Linked DNA regions of Mus musculus: region 2 is linked to region 1. Evidence: chromatin contacts called from public promoter capture Hi-C data. All regions are on one chromosome and are shown on one strand. Each heading gives the region's core, a stretch centred on a gene start, on an enhancer-like site or on the middle of the called end of the contact. The rest is flanking DNA. Distances are from core to core; before and after follow the strand shown.

Region 1 (4,014 bases), core at 1,159-3,658:
CTCAGAACGTCCTTGATGGTCTGCCAGGCATTTGTGTATTACTGGCTGTTGTTTCTTCTGCACACCCTGGCTCTCCACAAGTTTGCCTTGAGTATTGATGGATTCGCAACACCCGGAAGAGTGCCTAGCAATAAGAAGTTGCTACAAGAAGAGATGAGTGGAGATGGATGGGTGGATGGATGGGTCTGGACCGAGAAGTACAAATGACGAGAGTACAGCATGTCTTACACGCAGCCACAGCCGGCAGGTTGGGCTGAGCCCCCCTCCCCCTTCTATTTTCCTCTAACAGCAGCTTCCAGTGAGCTCATAAAACCTACTTCTCTTCTGAACTCTGTTAATGCTCAGAACATCTTGTGGGATGGGAACAAGTGACTGAACCACCTCTGCTCCAAGCTGCATCTAAGCCACACATCATGGACCAGGAAGTTTAGTCTCAAACAGAAGCTATGTGGCTTCCTTGACTCCACTTCAGGAAGGATCACTAACCTGTCCTAATGTCCAGCTCCAAGGTGGCCTAAGGGAAGGGGTGTCATGTAATCAAGAAACATTATCATCCACTGGGCCAACATAGTGCCAGATCCCTTCTGCTCTTCCCTTTATACAGTCGGAGAAACGGAAACCAAGACAAGTGGAGGGGACTCGGAAGGGCCAGGACTGTTAGTGGCCAAAGCCAGGGCTGGAACCAGGGTGGTGACAGGCCAGGGCTCTCTGTTTTCTAAACAAAGAATTGATTTGTGAAAAACTCAAAGTCTGGACATGAGTGGCGTCTGTGGAAAGAAGGCCACCAGAACCCAGTGTCCCTCTGAGCAAAGAGACCCCTGGCTGGCCACTGTAGGCAGGGGTGGATGGGTGGGCAGGGAGTTACGCCAGGAAGTCTCCACCCTACTAGAGCCACTTCCTCCAGGCACCCAAAGAAAGAAAGAAACCCATAATTATGGCTTTTGCATCCGCTCCCCAACCTGGCCACCAAAGGTAGGTTGTCATCCCAGATGCCCACCATCTGGCAACAGCAGGAAGGCCCTGAGTAGGGAGGCCAGCAGCACAGACCGTGGTCCAGGTGCACGCGTGCCTGCTATCCAGAGGGCGAGGTGGGAGTATAAGACTCCAACGCGGGAGCCTGGGCTATGTAGTTTATTAGGAAGAGGCTTTTAGATAGCACCTTGACCTGACTCACGGACCGGGCGTGGATTCTGAGTTTGGTATCCAGAACAATGCTAAAGTAATGGATTTGGGGTCCAGGCTTTTAAATCCCTTGGACAGTTGGTCTATTTTCTGGACATTCTTGCTCTGGGGTTTGTCTGAACTAAATCGACACACATGCTGGCGCCTTCCCCCCTCAGAGCAGGAGTGGGGAGGAAGTTAGCCAAACAAAAGTCCCAGCGTCTGTATGCTCAAGAGTCGCCCAGGCATAGACCAGAGGTGGCCCTTTCCACCCATGCTCATAGAGTGCTATAACCATGCTGGCATCCGAGCGCTATTCCATGGCTTTGCAACGCAGCCTCTGGGCTTGTGGTTGCACTCTTGCCTTTTGCTCTGAAGACCTTGAAGAAATGTGGTCACCTGCCCCACTCTCCCCTTTCCCCGGGCAAATTACTTTGCACATTCAAACCCTGAGACCTAATTTGAGTAGGATTCCGCTGGTCCCCGCCTTCCTAATTCATTAAACCCTTTAAGATTTCAGCTCCTGCTTTGGCTCAAGATGCCCACCCAAAGCTTTTCCGGTCCGTGCCCATCTGTACCCTCCAGCCACTCATCCTTCATCACAGATCCTCTCCCTTTCTCTGGCCTCCCACTGTTATCTTCAGAGGGCTGTGGACGGGAGAGGGTGGCATCCAAATGTGTATCGTAAGCATCCCTAGGAACTCCCTAATGAGCATCCATCAAGGGGGCGTACGGCGAGAAAGCTGGATGGGAGGGGCCCAGTCTTGACTTGGCCCGGGTCTGGCATCCCTAGCACTCACAAGATCACGCGGAGGGCGGTGTTTCTCCATGGAGGAGTCGGGAGGAAGCTGGGCGGGTACGCGAGACGCCCCATCTTCCAGCCAAGGAGTGCGCTGAGGTCTTGGGGCGGAGGGGGGTGGGGGCTCGTAGTACCTTCGGGAGGGGAGGCGGGGCACCGCGTTGTGGCAGGAGCCTCGGGCGGATGGCCTTCTCTTGGCAAGGACAAGGACCAGGCACTACAGCAAGGGGAGGCGACTTCTACCCTGCACTGCGCGATAGGCCTGAGTTGGGGGGCTCAGCGCTGCGGGTTGAACGTTCAGCAGGGGGCGCTGCTCCGAGCGCTGGGCGGGGGTGGGGTGGGAGAGGAGGGGGGCAGCGGCTTGCTGCGCACACTTCCCCCATTATTAAACACTATGTTCAAAAGGCGTCGGGGGACTTCCCGGAGCCACGGAGCCCGTGTCGCGCGGCCGGCCGGCCCAAGGAGCCCATGGACCTGAGCGCTGCCGCCGCGCTGTGTCTCTGGCTGCTGAGCGCTTGCCGTCCCCGCGACGGGCTAGAAGCTGCCGCGGTGCTCCGAGCGGCGGGGGCTGGACCAGCCTGGAGCCCCGGGGGCGGCGGCGGCGGGCGGACCCTCGCCCGGGCTCCAGGCCCTTCAGCTCTCCAGGCCGCTGCGGTTCCGGGTCCCCGAGCTGTGCGCCGCGCTGCGGGTTCTGGCTTCAGGAACGGCTCGGTGGTGCCACACCACTTCATGATGTCGCTTTACAGGAGCCTGGCGGGGAGGGCTCCGGTCGCGGCAGCTTCAGGGCACGGGCGTGTGGACACAATCACCGGCTTCACAGACCAAGCAACTCAAGGTACTTTACGCGTCTTCTGCGCACCAGCCCATCCCGTCTACTCTTGACTGGAGACGAGCCGGGGGAGGCAAGCCTCTGCCCGATTCGATCCTGAACTATGATCCCTATAGTTATCCTCAGGTGCTGGAGAGAAAAAGTTGTCTTCGAAGTCATTGTTCACGAACCCCTAAGCCAGTCAAGGCTTGGTCTCCGAGGGCTAAGGGAGTGGGAGCCGCTCTTCAGAACAGGCTGGCAGGTTCCCCTCAAGCCAAGCGGAGCTCAAGATCCGCTTCTTTGGGGGAAGGGTCTAGTGTAGCCTTGGGCCTGGAGCCCTGGGAGAAGAAAGAAGGGCAGGAGTTGTGGCCTTTGAGTTCCCGCCAAGAGGGACGAGAGCAGTGATGGTAGTGCCTTGTGTTCAGCGGGGGACTGGGGACTATACACAAATTGAAGCTCAGGGGAATTCAGGGTAGAGCAGCTGGTATCCAATTAAAGTCATGGCCTCTCGGTATCAGAAGGACCCCTCTCAGGCAGGCCGTTTCGGGTGGATGGTGGCTTGTGTATGGGAAGAGAGTTTGGGTGCCTGCCTTCCTTCTGTGACAGTAGGCCCCAGCAGCCAGAGTCCAGGGCCTCGGCTTGTGTGGGGAGAAAAGGGATGGTTGGAGCTCAAACATCACATTTTACCCTGTGTAGGGCCCTCCAAAGGTAGGATGTGGGTGGGGTTGTGGGGTGGTTGTAGTATGTGTGTGTCATCTGGCTTTTATTAATCTCCATTGAAGTCATTAAAGCAGACAGATAGGGAAAATTTAACTAATTTCAGGCGGAAATGCAAGTAATTTTGGCTTCAATTCTGCCCAGCCAAAGATCTAGCTTGGAAATCAGGAGGGAAAGGAAGGCAAGTAGGGCTGAAAAGTGAGGCTAGGCAGCCTTTGGCAGTCTGCAGGCCTTTGATACCAGCGTGGGAAAACAGGCTGTGGCTACCACGCATCAGCCATCTCAGAAACACACTCAGTGCGCAGCATGTACGCACAGACAGCTTTGTTTCCATACATAGAACTCTCTGGCCCTGACGGTCCTATGGGGGCACTTAGGACCAGCATCTATTTTCCAAGGGTCTGTCATGGCACGCCACACTGACTGGTGGGATCCTTACAGGAAACTCCAATCCCAGTGTGCAGCAGAATCAGGAAAAACTCCTAACCTGTCCCTGCATAGGACGCTCTCAAGCTGCCAACAGTGAGAG
Region 2 (3,824 bases), core at 581-3,080, 2.1 Mb before region 1:
CTATTACTTGATCTACTACATGCAAATGGAATGCTAACAACAAAACAAAATACCAACTTCTCTATCTACCTGGCTCTTAATAAGCAACATGATGTCCCAGAACACAACAGGAGTATCTTGTACAATGGCTTAAAGTTTGAGCAAAAGAGTGACACTCTACTCATTATCTCAATAACTACTACTCCAAGTGGTTCAATATGGTCTCTCTTCTGATGAGATGGTTTCTTTGTACAGTTGTGCTTTTAGCAGTTATTAGTAGTTATTAGCTACTGTTTTCAGTGCAAGTGAAAAGTTAAAAAAAAAAAAGAAGTCTATGTTGAACAAGAATGAAGGTGGCTGTGTCCATCTAACTTGGAGGTTGGAAAAGTTAGTATAGTGTCCAACATGCCACAGTCCCACTAATAAGAATTGTCAGAGTTAAATATCTAAATGTTAACAAATGAACTTACAGATATTTCTTTTGGTCTAAGTACATCACGGAAAAGAAAAACAGGCCATTTAGAATGTCTGCCTTAGATTCAAGAGATTTCAGAAGAGACAAGCACCCTCCTGTGTCTGCCTTTAGATCTACCTGTGGCAAGTCACTTTGGCCACAGCCTTTCTACTTCGGTAGAATATTTACTGTACACCCAAGGAAATCACACACCTCAGCCTTCAAGTACTAGGAATGCACAACAGGAGATTAAAGCAAGGACTCTGAAGACAGACACGTCACTTAGCCTTCCTATGCCTCAGTTCCCTATCATGAAGTAGAGATATTATTGCTTGCTTTACAAGATCTGATAATAGCCAAAGATATTAAAAATGTCCTTAGCACATCCCCTGGCATGTATAAAACCTTCCATAAAGCTAAGCATTAAATTATTTTTATTCCTGTCCCTTTTCAGACACTTAATGGGATTCCAAGTTTAGGGATGATGCAGGGTGTCAGCAAGTGACACCCCCTCCTACTTCAGCAGGACAAAACAAAACAAAAAAAGAAAAAACAAACAAACAAACAAAACCAGGTAACGAGGGGAAAAAAACAGAAAGAAAAGTTTTAAGAAGGGTCTAATGAAAGTTTTTGGCTAGCTTTTCTCCTGTGGTGCTCACAGGCCTTGTGACACTGTAAGATTTGGCACACATTTCACTTCTGACAGGGGGAAAACAACTCAAAGATCAGCTGGTGACTGTCCTAGCCTAACAAAACCAAATGTCCAGACACTGGCTTATTTATGCACTTCTCCTTAGGACCTCCCAGGAATTCCTTCTCAGACCTGCCCCTCCTCCTAGCCGGGTCCAAGGCAGGCAGGAGCCTTTCCGGTTTGGTCATGGCCACCCTCAAGGTCACACCAGGTTTCAGAGGGCCCTCCCCGAGGGTGGCGAGCTCCATTCGACCCACACCTGTAGCAGTTCTTGGCAGAAAGCTCGCACTGAGCGCAGCGAGGCAAGGTCCAGCTCCTTAACGACCAGCTGGCCATCGGTGCCGTCGGGCCCGGCGCCCCCAGCCTGACAGAGCTCCTGCCTGAGCTGACCGGCCGCCTCCTCTGCTCGAGCGCGGTCCCGACATCCCATGATGACCCGCGCCCCCAGGCGGAGCAGCTCCGCCGCGGTGGCACGGCCCAGGCCGCTGTTTGCTCCGGTGATCAGCACTGTCTTCCCGTGCATGAGGCCCGGGTCCCCGCCTCCCTGCTGCCGCTGGTTTCTTGGCCCAGAGAACCGCCGGGCCGCCAGCCACAGCGCCCCGCCCAGTGCGGCCAGGAGCGCTGCGGCCACACTAGCCACTGCCATAACCTTCCGGGCCCGGTGCACTGGGCCTAGCGCACAGGTTCCGGAGTGCTATGGGGCCACCTACACGCGAAGGACTCTGGGGCGCCGCCTGCTGTCCTGGGCTACTGCGCGCGGGGCTTTCTGGGACTTGTAGTTTTGCTCCTAAGGCTGACTTGACTTAGCGTTCAGGAAGTACACATGAAAGCCCCAGCGGATTTATTTAGAAGTGGACAGTGTTAGAATTGGTTATATGCCTATAGACAAAATGACATTTCTTGGTAAAATTCTTGCCACACAAGGATAACAAAAGACACAGCCCCAGTTATCAGCAGTATTATTGATCAGACTCATTCCACCCTGAATATACCTTTTCTAGGTGATGCTGCATATAGAGATTCATTCATTTGACTAACACTAAAAGTGAGCAATGCTTTTTGAAAATTAATTAAGCTTCTTGTGAAACAACTTAAGTGTCAAAGTTCTAAACTTGTCTAAAGAGCCACCCATTACAACTTATAGATAGATGCAATGATATCCAACATCCTTAGCTTTAAAAAAGTAGAATGCTTGACTGTAGCTTGAAAGTTCAAAATTTTTTCCAAAAAGCAAAGAAAAACACCAAAGGAGCTAAGTTTTGTGGTCAAATTCTCAGAAATAACTAGTCACTCTAGCCATGCAAAACACATGCCGTTTGTAATACCAGACTGTTTATTTTTCCTCCCCATCCCTAGTTGCGTTTTTGAGCAATGCCATAAGGCACATGGGCCGTGATGGTACCAAATTTCTGTGCTGATTCAATGTGGAACATTTGGTCGTCGAAGAAGATGTGGGGCCGAATCTTCACTAAGATGGGACCTTTAGGGGCTCCAGCCAGGAAAAGAGCTTCATCTATCTCTAGACCCCATCGGCGAAGGGTCTTCAGCACACGGGCACCTGAACTCGCTGCACTACGAGCTGTAACCAGGTAGGTCCTGATGGGGCAAAGCAATCGTTCGTCTTTGGCATAGAATTTTTTCTGCAGTTTCCCTAAATCTTCCAGAAAGCTTTTAAGAGGACCCTGGAAAAGAGAACGTAAGTCTCAGCTGTGCAAGGGTGAGCAAAAGAGAAGTGATTACTGAAAACCAAACCAAACCAAACCAACCAGCCAACCAACCAACCAACCAACCAACCAACCAACCAACCAACCAACCAGGGTCTTATAAGACTTTAAAATCCACAGGTTGCTGACTGGCATGCAGTGATTCTGGGCTGACAGTACGATGCCAAACTCTCTACATTTATGTGAAGATATTTCCTGATACACAACCATCCCTTGCATGCCTGGAATAAATCTAGGATAACCACATCATTTTTCATCCAGACAAACATATTTTAAGTGTGAAAGAACGTTCTATAAGTAGTACTCCAGGGCAATAGGCATAAATTATCCCCGGTAACTGGGAGATGTGTTTCAGTTGACCACCAAAACCACCATTGTACCACATTGTTTGTCAGCGGAACGTTTTACCTTTGAAATTACTGTCACTTTGTTTAACTAGTTGTTTGTTTGGCCTGAGTCCAACCCTGTCTTGTCTTAACGCTATGTAGCTTTATAGTTTCTACATTAAGACATAATATTTGTTTCTTTTTATGTTATTTTAGTCTTTTCCATTGTTTTATGTTTACATCCATGCTTAACTATTTTATACTCATTTATGTCTTTTATGCGCATGCCGCCATTTGCATGCTGGCCAACATTTGTTGCATAGTACTGTCTTCTCAAGGAAATGCTTGTGGAAATCCTGTTTGACAATTTAGTATATTATCATCATACTGCTCACTGTCCCCTCTACCTGAGTGAGGTTTTGCCTAAAAATAGATTCCATGATTCATATTTTCTCTGAATAAGATGGAACTCAGGTCATCAGGCTTGGTGACAAGCAAGCACTCTTATCCTCTAAGCCACCTCACTGGCCCATTTTAAAACCATGTTTATTTTAGTGTGTGTGTTCAGGGGCACACACATGGTTAAATATACAATCAGGATAAATAGACATAGCTGGCTGAAGGGAAAAGTTCAGAAAAATATACAACTC

The links. Promoter capture Hi-C pulls out the DNA fragments that hold promoters and counts their contacts.
Region 2: a promoter capture Hi-C map of pre-B cells shows a contact between it and region 1. The contact joins the promoter of Rdh14 here to the promoter of Gdf7 in region 1. A contact is called at or near these places in 1 of 39 promoter capture datasets (pre-B cells), 2 of 484 Hi-C or Micro-C datasets (CD8 T cells and the G1E-ER4 cell line), 1 of 115 datasets of contacts at active chromatin or transcription factors (large pre-B cells) and 1 of 9 other capture datasets (liver).

What each region holds. Positions count from the first base shown.
Region 1 is chr12:8,300,348-8,304,361 of GRCm38.p6, reverse strand. It overlaps Gdf7 (growth differentiation factor 7), which reads left to right and starts at 2,408. Exons shown (of 2, transcript NM_001312876.1): 1 at 2,408-2,795. The coding sequence starts at 2,429. It also overlaps a transcript of Ldah not described here.
Region 2 is chr12:10,388,786-10,392,609 of GRCm38.p6, reverse strand. Rdh14 (retinol dehydrogenase 14 (all-trans and 9-cis)) reads right to left here and starts at 1,830. Exons shown (of 2, transcript NM_023697.2): 1 at 1,384-1,830. The coding sequence starts at 1,770. Nt5c1b (5'-nucleotidase, cytosolic IB) reads right to left here. Exons shown (of 9, transcript NM_027588.3): 9 at 2,436-2,806. The coding sequence ends at 2,477.